Regions from separate parts of the Mus musculus genome. Here all the other regions are linked to region 2. The links are chromatin contacts, called in public ChIA-PET and HiChIP or PLAC-seq maps. All regions are on one chromosome and are shown on one strand. Each heading gives the region's core, a stretch centred on a gene start, on an enhancer-like site or on the middle of the called end of the contact. The rest is flanking DNA. Distances are from core to core; before and after follow the strand shown. Region 1 has its middle 12 kb from the start of Gm28729. Region 2 has its middle 39 kb from the start of Rasa2. Region 3 overlaps Pxylp1 (2-phosphoxylose phosphatase 1).

What was found. ChIA-PET counts read pairs in DNA pulled down with a chosen protein or histone mark. HiChIP or PLAC-seq counts read pairs in DNA pulled down with a chosen protein or histone mark.
Region 1: an RNA polymerase II ChIA-PET map of memory CD8 T cells shows a contact between it and region 2, with 10 read pairs. The contact joins two enhancer-like sites. A contact is called at or near these places in 1 of 15 datasets of contacts at CTCF or cohesin (CD8 T cells), 8 of 115 datasets of contacts at active chromatin or transcription factors (bone marrow-derived macrophages, effector CD8 T cells, embryonic stem cells and 3 more) and 3 of 9 other capture datasets (adipose tissue, embryonic stem cells and liver).
Region 3: a contact with region 2 is called in an H3K27ac HiChIP or PLAC-seq map of embryonic fibroblasts, with 3 times the contacts expected there. The contact joins two enhancer-like sites. A contact is called at or near these places in 4 of 115 datasets of contacts at active chromatin or transcription factors (bone marrow-derived macrophages, embryonic fibroblasts, embryonic stem cells and 1 more) and 3 of 9 other capture datasets (adipose tissue, embryonic stem cells and liver).

What each region holds. Positions count from the first base shown.
Region 1 is chr9:96,535,890-96,538,589 of GRCm38.p6, forward strand. It overlaps the pseudogene Gm8495. Among named protein-coding and RNA genes, the nearest start is that of Gm28729, 12 kb to the left of the region's middle. Within about 2 kb of position 1,357, at least 206 of the 459 cell types and tissues checked have an H3K27ac peak or open chromatin away from gene starts, as enhancers often do. A contact at or near this core is called in CD8 T cells, adipose tissue, bone marrow-derived macrophages and 1 more, where this site is marked.
Region 2 is chr9:96,668,730-96,671,429 of GRCm38.p6, forward strand. No RefSeq gene overlaps it. Among named protein-coding and RNA genes, the nearest start is that of Rasa2, 39 kb to the left of the region's middle. Within about 2 kb of position 1,317, at least 263 of the 459 cell types and tissues checked have an H3K27ac peak or open chromatin away from gene starts, as enhancers often do. A contact at or near this core is called in CD8 T cells, adipose tissue, bone marrow-derived macrophages and 2 more, where this site is marked.
Region 3 is chr9:96,843,503-96,846,245 of GRCm38.p6, forward strand. All of the region lies in intron 2 of Pxylp1 (2-phosphoxylose phosphatase 1), which reads right to left. Among named protein-coding and RNA genes, the nearest start is that of Pxylp1, 45 kb to the right of the region's middle. Within about 2 kb of position 1,364, at least 90 of the 459 cell types and tissues checked have an H3K27ac peak or open chromatin away from gene starts, as enhancers often do. A contact at or near this core is called in embryonic fibroblasts, where this site is marked.

The DNA.
Region 1 (2,700 bases), core at 107-2,606, 130 kb before region 2:
AAATGGGGCGCTGTTTCTGCAGTCCTGCTTCTCCTAGCTTCACACTGCTTTGGCTATTTGGAAACTTCCGTTTACACTTTGGGTTTTTTTTTTTTTTTTTTCTACTTCTGGAAAGAATCTCATTGAAATTCTGAGTATGTGAATTACTTTCAGTAATATGTTCATTTATACAACAGCAATTCTGATCCATGACTATTGGGAGGTTTTTGTTTAGTTTTTTAAATTTTCTAATGTCTTCATCTGACTTAATTTTTTCTTATTGATTTTCCCTTCAGTCCATCTTATTGCTCTGGCCAATGGTGTTTTAAGCACCATTTCTGAAGCAAAAGTAGAAAGCAGACATGTTTACCTCACCCCGATTTCCCCACTTAGTGCATAGCTAGCTATCAGTCTGTTGCATATAGCTGTTCCTCCCCCTCCTCCTCCTCCTCCTTCCTCTTCCTTTCCTTTTTTTTTTTTTTTTTTTTTTTTTTTTTTTTGAGACAGGATTTCTCTGTATAGCCCTGGCTGTCCTGGAACTCACTCTATAGACCAGGCTGGCCTCGAACTCAGAAATCTACCTGCCTCTGCCTCTCAAGTGCTGGGATTAAAGGCGTGCGCCACCACTGTCTGGCTATGATGCAACATTTTAAGGCATGAGCTTTTTAGTCACTGATAGCTTAAAGCTGCTCCTCAAAATGGCAGTGCCGAGGCCAATGTCTGAGATAGGATTTTGGCTGGGTTGAGGCTTAAAGGTGGGTTTCTGCTAACGAGGAACCTCTCTTAATCTTGCCCCCAAAGGTCAACTACCCTGGGTAAGGGACCTAGTTCCCTGTCAACATGAACAGTCTGTATCAGCCCAAGGACCACTCTGTTGACTGGCATATAAAAACCTCTTGCTCTGCCACCATTTTGCTTCTTTGGTTCCCAATGAACCTTTCTTTCTCCCCAGATAGTCCAGTTCAGTGGTTTTACTGCACCTTACATTTGGTGCTGAAACTCTGGATGGAACTAAAACAGTAACCAATGATGTAACTTCAGAGGAAGGGGACAGTGGAGCCTGGCTGCCTGGCAGCAGCGGCAGCAGTGCTGGGGCCTAGACGCGGGGGCGTGGGGAAGCATGGGAGGAGCGTTTGCTGCGGCCCGCCCGGGATGGTCCAAGTCCGGCCTGGCGGGGTCGAGCGGGAGCTGAGGAAAGCACGCGGGCCGGGTCTGCGGGCCAGGTGGCCGGGGGCTGAGGTAGAAGTGGGCACGGAGGAAAGGGCTGGGCGAGGCGGTGGGACGAGCACCCTTTGGTGGCGGCCGCGGCCCCAGGGACGGGTGCGTGGGCGCCCAGCAGCCCAGACTCCTCCCGCATGGGAGTTGCTCTAGATCATAAACCAGCCTTTGAAAAAGGAGAAACCAGAATGGAAAACCGACTATCCTCTAACAGATGGACAACTGTGCAGCAAGAGGGATGAATTCCGGGACACTGCACCAGCTTTTGAAGGCCGGAAAGGAGATCTGGGATGCTTTGAAGGCCACTGCACAGGCTTTTGAAAGCAATGATCATGAATTGGCACAGGCAATCATTGATGGTGCAAACATAACACTACCACACAGTGCCCTGACAGAGTGCTACGATGAGCTGGGCAACCGGTACCCGCTGCCAGTCTATTGCCTGGCACCACCAATCAGCACGGTGGAGGAAGAGAGTGACATGGAGACTCTGGATGTTCCCGAGCCACCTCCCAATTCTGGACACGCATCAGCTCCATCTGAGGCTCTGCCCAGGCAAAGACCTCAAGCTTGTGGTCCGCACACAGACACAGTGTTTCACATGACGGGGCACTTACCTGCCGGAGAGTGTGGTGCCAGGCAACCAGCGGTGGTTCTTCTCTGGCAGGTCTCTCACTGATAGGAGGAAGCCGGAGGAGCTGAAGATCCCTAAGGACTGCGGTGCAGGTTATGTGAGCCAGCCTGTGCAAACCCCACCACCAGTGGAGAACTGAGCTGGGCTAGTCTTCTTCCAAGATCCCTTGGCTCCTTTTTATTGTTACCATTCCCCACTCTAAGGCGTGAAATTTATTTTCACTGCTCTGAATTCCCTATGAATGGATTTAGTTCTGAGGAATTACCAGTGAAAAAAATCCCATCTGTGATGGAGACCAACAAAAATAAGAAAACACACCGAGCCAAAAAAAAGAAAAAAAAAAAGATGGAACTTCAGGTGAAGATGCATATGAAAATTAAGATGAAAGTAATGGTTGGTTATTTAAGAATATCAAATCACCCAAAAGACTCACTGCGAGGAAAGCTTGCAGAGGAGCTTAGTAGCAGGCATGGACGTGGAGTAGAAAGGAACCATAATGGTTTTAGGCATTGTTTATTCTGAATCATGGGAGTTAGAAAGGGAAATTCAAATTATGGCCCCTGCCCTTTAAAGAACGGCATGCTTACTCAGGGTACAGGGCTGGACATGGTGGTGCAGGCTCTCAACACAGCACTAGGAGTGCAGGAGGAGAATCGGGAGTTCAAGGCCAACCTTGAGAATTAAAACAACAAACAAAACAAAAAACGGAAACCACTCACCCACCAATCCCTGCCCTGCTAATAAACTGTCAGAAAGAATACTGGTATTTATTACAAGTTTTAGTCCACATGAAAAAGGTTCAGACCCCCCCAACTCTTTGTTAACGTTAAACTCTTATGGGGCCACGGGGCTGTTGTTAATTTAGGGGT
Region 2 (2,700 bases), core at 67-2,566:
ATTCCCTTCAACTTGCTGCGCAGGGAGCAAGGCAGGCACAAGTGTGAGAAGAGCTGCGTTGGACTCCCTCCTGGTACATCAGTGACCTCTGCTGGTGGGATTTCCCTCTCCCTGTGCACAGAAGTAGCATCCCTCCATGACAGTGGTTCTGCTGCCTTCAGATGCCACCACACTGCAGAGCTGGTGGGCTTCCCTGCTTATACTTTCATTGGGGGACAGGACTGCAGCCGCCAGAAAGTCTAAGTAAGCCTCCACCGGCTTATTCTCAAAGCATGTTCACTTTCAGATACAACTATATTTATTTAAAAATTCTCAAAGAGATTGCAGGAGAGGTGGCTCTTGCAGTGAGCCCGATTTTGGTCCCCAGGGTCACATCAGCCACTTACAATGGCTTCTAACTCCAGCTCCAGAGGGATCCAACACCTCTGACTTCTGCAGGCATCTGCACACAAACGCACATGTCTGCACACAGACATGCAGAATTGAAAATAAAAAAATGAATATTAAAACAAAATTCTCCAAAAGGGAGGCAGCTAGATGGTTCAGCTTGAATACGGGAATTTATTCTCTGAGATCCAAATGGTTTGAAGGAGAGGACCGACTCCTGAAAGTTCTCTGACCTCACGTGTGTGAAATGGCCTGTGTTCCTGAATACACACACATGCATGTGTGAACACACAGGTACACACAAATTAAACAAAATTTAAGTCTCAAAAAGAACATGTCTAAAACCAAATGCTACTAGCTAAACGAGTCTGAATATATGTTGCCCTGGCTGTCCTGGAGCTTGGTATGTAGGCCAGGCTCGACCTTGCCTGTGCTGAGATTAAAGGCATGGAGCACCATGCCATCCCAAACGTCCCTAAAAAAAAAAAAAACAGCCCAGCAAAGTGAAATCGATACTATCAGAGTAAGGTTACTTTTCAGATCCATGGTGGGCAGCTGCTGAGGCATCCTTTATAGATGCACAAATTCACATCTTCTATCGCTGCAGTTCATCTAACTCACAAATCAACGCAAAACGCTGCTGCCGCTCACTCATTAGCCCACATCTAGGTCAGGCGGATCTTTGATTGACTGTCCAGGCACAGCTGTCCTGGGGAACTCCAGCCCAGGAAGCTAAGCAGTCAAATTGAAGCCGTGATGACAGATCTTCCAGCATCCTGCAGGGTTTTGTTTTTAACAGCTTTTCCCCAAACCTCTTGTCTTTGTAGGACCACGGGGTGGCACTCGAGAGCCTTTTCCAGCGTGAGGTTCACCTGTGGGTGGAGCCTGTGCATCTGTCTTCCGCTGCGGGGTTCTGACTCTACAGTGAGAGCTCATTGGACCAGGGGCAAACTCCTGACCATGGAGGAACCAATCCGCGCACGCGGGGCATGGCAGGTCGGAAAATGCCTGGGAAGTGGGGAGACCGCATCTTCCACCCACAGCCTGGAAGAGCAGAGGCGGTTCCTCAGCCCACAGAGATGCACAGAGATGACTGGAGAGTGGGACGCAGCCGAGATGAGATGTCGCAGAGAGAGATTTCTACTTCTAGTTCAACTTTGGCCCAGCCTCCTTTGTAGGGTTTTCCCCTTCCATCATGGCATTTGTTCAGGCAAGGAGAATTCTCGAAGACACGAGCTTTTGTTTATATGACATTCAAAACAAAGAGCAGAATTCTGAATAGCTTGGAGAAACTCAGAATTTGAACTCATGCAAACTTCCAAGAAACCTCATAATGGGATGGGGTTTTGTCTGTCAGGACTTTGTGTTTAAAAGAGAGAGAGACACACAGAAAGCCTTTTCCCCAATTTATTTTTACATTTGCTATAAAAATCTATCAAAAATGTGTAAGCAAAAGCAAAAGATTGAAAACAAATGGTCACCATTAGCAAACTCGTTACACGTTCATCATACAGTTACACGTTAGGCAGGCATTGAAAGACCAAGAGGGGTAGGTTGTTCCTGCATTCTAGTTTAAAGAGACAGTATAGCTGGTCGTGGTGGTCCACGCCTTTAATCCCAGCACTCGGGAGGCAAAGGCAGGTGGATTTCTGAGTTTGAGGCCAGCCTGGTCTACAGAGTGAGTCCCAGGACAGCCAGGGCTACACAGAGAAACCTTGTCTCGAAAAACCAAAAAGGGCAAGAATGTACATGTACACACACACACACACACACACACACACACACAAAGGGGGTGCAGGGTGGGCAGAGGGGTCTCTGACATCTACAGAATGATTGTATCGTGTGAAAACAATGTTCCCACATACATGTATTAGCTCTTTCAATACACAGCGGCTACATATGTGTACACAACTATACTAAGCTGCTTTTTACCTTTATTGAGTTTATACTTAATCTACTTTATAGGAGATACTTCTCTTAACCTTGAGAGCTCCTGGAAATTGGGTCGATCTTCATAGCTGTCTGTCCTGCCGTGCTTCTGCGAGCTGATTGGACAACCAGGGAGAGGCAGGATGGGAAGTTCACGGTTGCTTGTTCCGTATACAGAGTGACATGTGGAAGGGTGTAGTTTGTGGATTGGTAAATTGATATCTGAAGTTGAGGAATTGCCCAGTAAATAAACAGGGTGTCTCATCTCTGTTCTAAGTACATTTTCAACACCTAGACGAGTGGAGTCATTGGCTTGGGCCCGCAGGCTCCGCATCTAGTGATTAGTGAAAGTAATACCTTTTCCCCCAGATTCTTTTAAATAAA
Region 3 (2,743 bases), core at 114-2,613, 170 kb after region 2:
TCAAGTTGACAAGATTCACCATCACACGGAGTAGTCAGACATTTGTTCCCTAGGTGAGAACCCAGCAACGCATCAGATGTCCCACAATGCCACAGTGCGTTCCATCTGGGGAGCAGAAGGAACGCATGCCAACAAGTATTTTGTTTTCCTACAAATATCTGTGTGAATTTAGCATAAATATATTTATAGTAGTCACATGTTACGTGCATTCTATATGCGAAAGAACAAACATTTATTACCAGGTCTTAATAGACATAGACGTATTTGTAGGCTTTACTAAATAAAACAACAATAAAAAACTTTTGGAGTTGACCGTTCCCCAGTTCTGAACTTGGCTGCAGCTGGAGCCTCTCTTCCCCACAGTTGGGAGATGTTAACGGCCAACGCACAGGCCAACGCACAGCTCTGGTGCCTGGAGCTAATTTACTGTGGGGGGGGGGGATGGGGAGTGAAGCAGATGTCCCATGGTGGCACTGTGATGGCTCGCCCTCCTGGCTGCGTAGCTTCTGCAGGTCTTTACTGTGCTTTTTATACAGAGTCTATCAAATTCAGGTTCCCTGGCCGGCTTATAGTTCACTTCCTCGAGGCCAAGGCAGGGTGCAGTTAAGCAGATATTTGAGGGGTAAGAGAATAGAGTGTGTGGAATCCTGGGTTATCTGAAAGCACACGCTGTGAGGCCTTGGGGGTGGGGGTCAGTGGGACCTGGTGGATGGTGCCAAGGAAGACCACAAATGAAAATATTGCAATCAGAAGGAGAGCTTACATCTGGAAAGATCTTTGCTGCTTCCTCTGTCACTGGGGCTCCTTAGTCTTGTTCATTATTGCTGAGGTGAACATCCAGACAGGGTTTTCACCCTCAGGGGCTCTCTGGGGAGTCCTTTAAATCCCAGGCACTCCCAGAGGCTCTCAGGTGGGTGTATGTGAAGTCTCAGCTCTTCTTCATCCCGGTGGCATCTGTGCCACTCAGAGAGCACCCTCTAGCATGCTTCCCTCAATGGTCCTGCTTGCTTGTAATTCAGCCCACCCAGTTCCTGTTGCATGAATCTGCCAGGAGCTGCCTCCTCCAGGAAGGCCACTCTGAGTTTACACGTTGTTTCTACCTCCCTCTCCCAAAAGTCTGTCTAGCTTCAGCTGTGAGGCTCATACCAGAGTGCATGTAAGAAGGGGTGCCCTGTGTGTAATTACATCACCCCAAGTGCTTAGAAGGTCATGATCATGCCTCTTTCGTGTTTATGTACACAAATGGCTGGCAGAGGACAGCTCTTCCAAAAATGCTTGCTGATGAAGATCTGCTCTGAGTCATACTCTGGTCTGCAGCCTGTGCATCACTGAGTCCTCTGGAGAATCTGGGTTACTCAAGCAGCCTGGAGAGGGGATGGCCTGAGACAGGCTTTCCCGGTTCTGAGAGGCTGGTGTGTAGCTCCCTGCTGTGGTCAGCAACCTGGCTCAGGCCTTGCCTCAGAACTCTGAGAGAACTGGTCCAACTGACCCAGAAGGGATGAATGACACCCAGGGAGTCCTATGAGGGGCTGACAGAGGCGGGGCCTGGTGGGGCAGGTCCTTGCAGCTGGAGGATGCTTGGATCCTGGCATTGTGCCACTTGCCACATGAGCTCTTAGGGACTGGCTCTTCTGGAGTAGGCAGTGAGTACAGGGACAGGCTCAGAGGCTGGGAAATGTCTGGAGCCTGCGTTTGAGACACACTTATCCCATCAGCCCTTGCCCATGTCTCCTGCAATTCGGCTGCAGCACCGCTCCCTCCCCAGGCCAACTAGAAACACTGCTGTTCCAAATCAGATGATGGCAGCTTAGATGAAAAGAAGAACGGACCATTGGGGCGGGGGCGGGGGGGGGCATGTGTACAGAGACAGAGGGCAGATAGAAGGTTCATGAGTTCTGCTGTGTAGATGGAAAAAATGCTCAACTCTCCATGTGTGCCCTGGGGCCACAATGCCACTGTGGGTGACATGTGTGGCACAGTAAGTTCTCCCTGGTAACTGGCTATCCACGGGCACCTTCTCTGTCGTGTGATCATTAAGCAGAAAGAAGATCTCCATCAGCCTCCATCCCATTTCATCCTGCCCACACCCCTGTAATGCCTGAATGAAGATGCTGACAGAGTCTCAAAGAAATGACAGAGAGCATCCCCATTAATGCCTCCCTTTACAGCATGGTGGTGGTTTGAATAAGAATGCCCCCCCCCAGGCTCATATATTTGAAGGCTTGGTCATTAGGGAGTGGCACTACTTGACAGGGATTAGGAGGTGTGGCCTTGTTGGGGGAAGTGTGTCAGTGGGGATGGGCTTTGGGGTTTCAGAAGCTCAAGTCAGACCCGGTGTCTCTCTCTCTCTCTCTTCCTGCTGCCTACTGATCCAGACATAGAACTCCCAGCTATCTCTCCAGCACCATGTCTGCCCGTATACCACCATGCTTCCCATGCAGTAGACCTCTGAAACTGTTAAGCCAGCCCCCAATGAAATGCTTTCCCTTATAAGAGTTGCCTTGGTCATGATGTCTCCTCACACACATTAACAGAACACTGACCAAGTCAGTCCCCTACTCTCAGAAGCAAAGAGCAAACTTCTTGAAAGCAGGAGGATGACAAAAATGTTCCCTTCCCCAATTCCCTCTCTCCACCTGGCCTCCAGGCTTCACCGGCAGGCAGTGCTGACTAGGCTCAACTGGCCCTAATCCAGCCATCAGCCAGAAAGGGTACCATAAGCCGTAGTGGAGAGGGAGCCAAG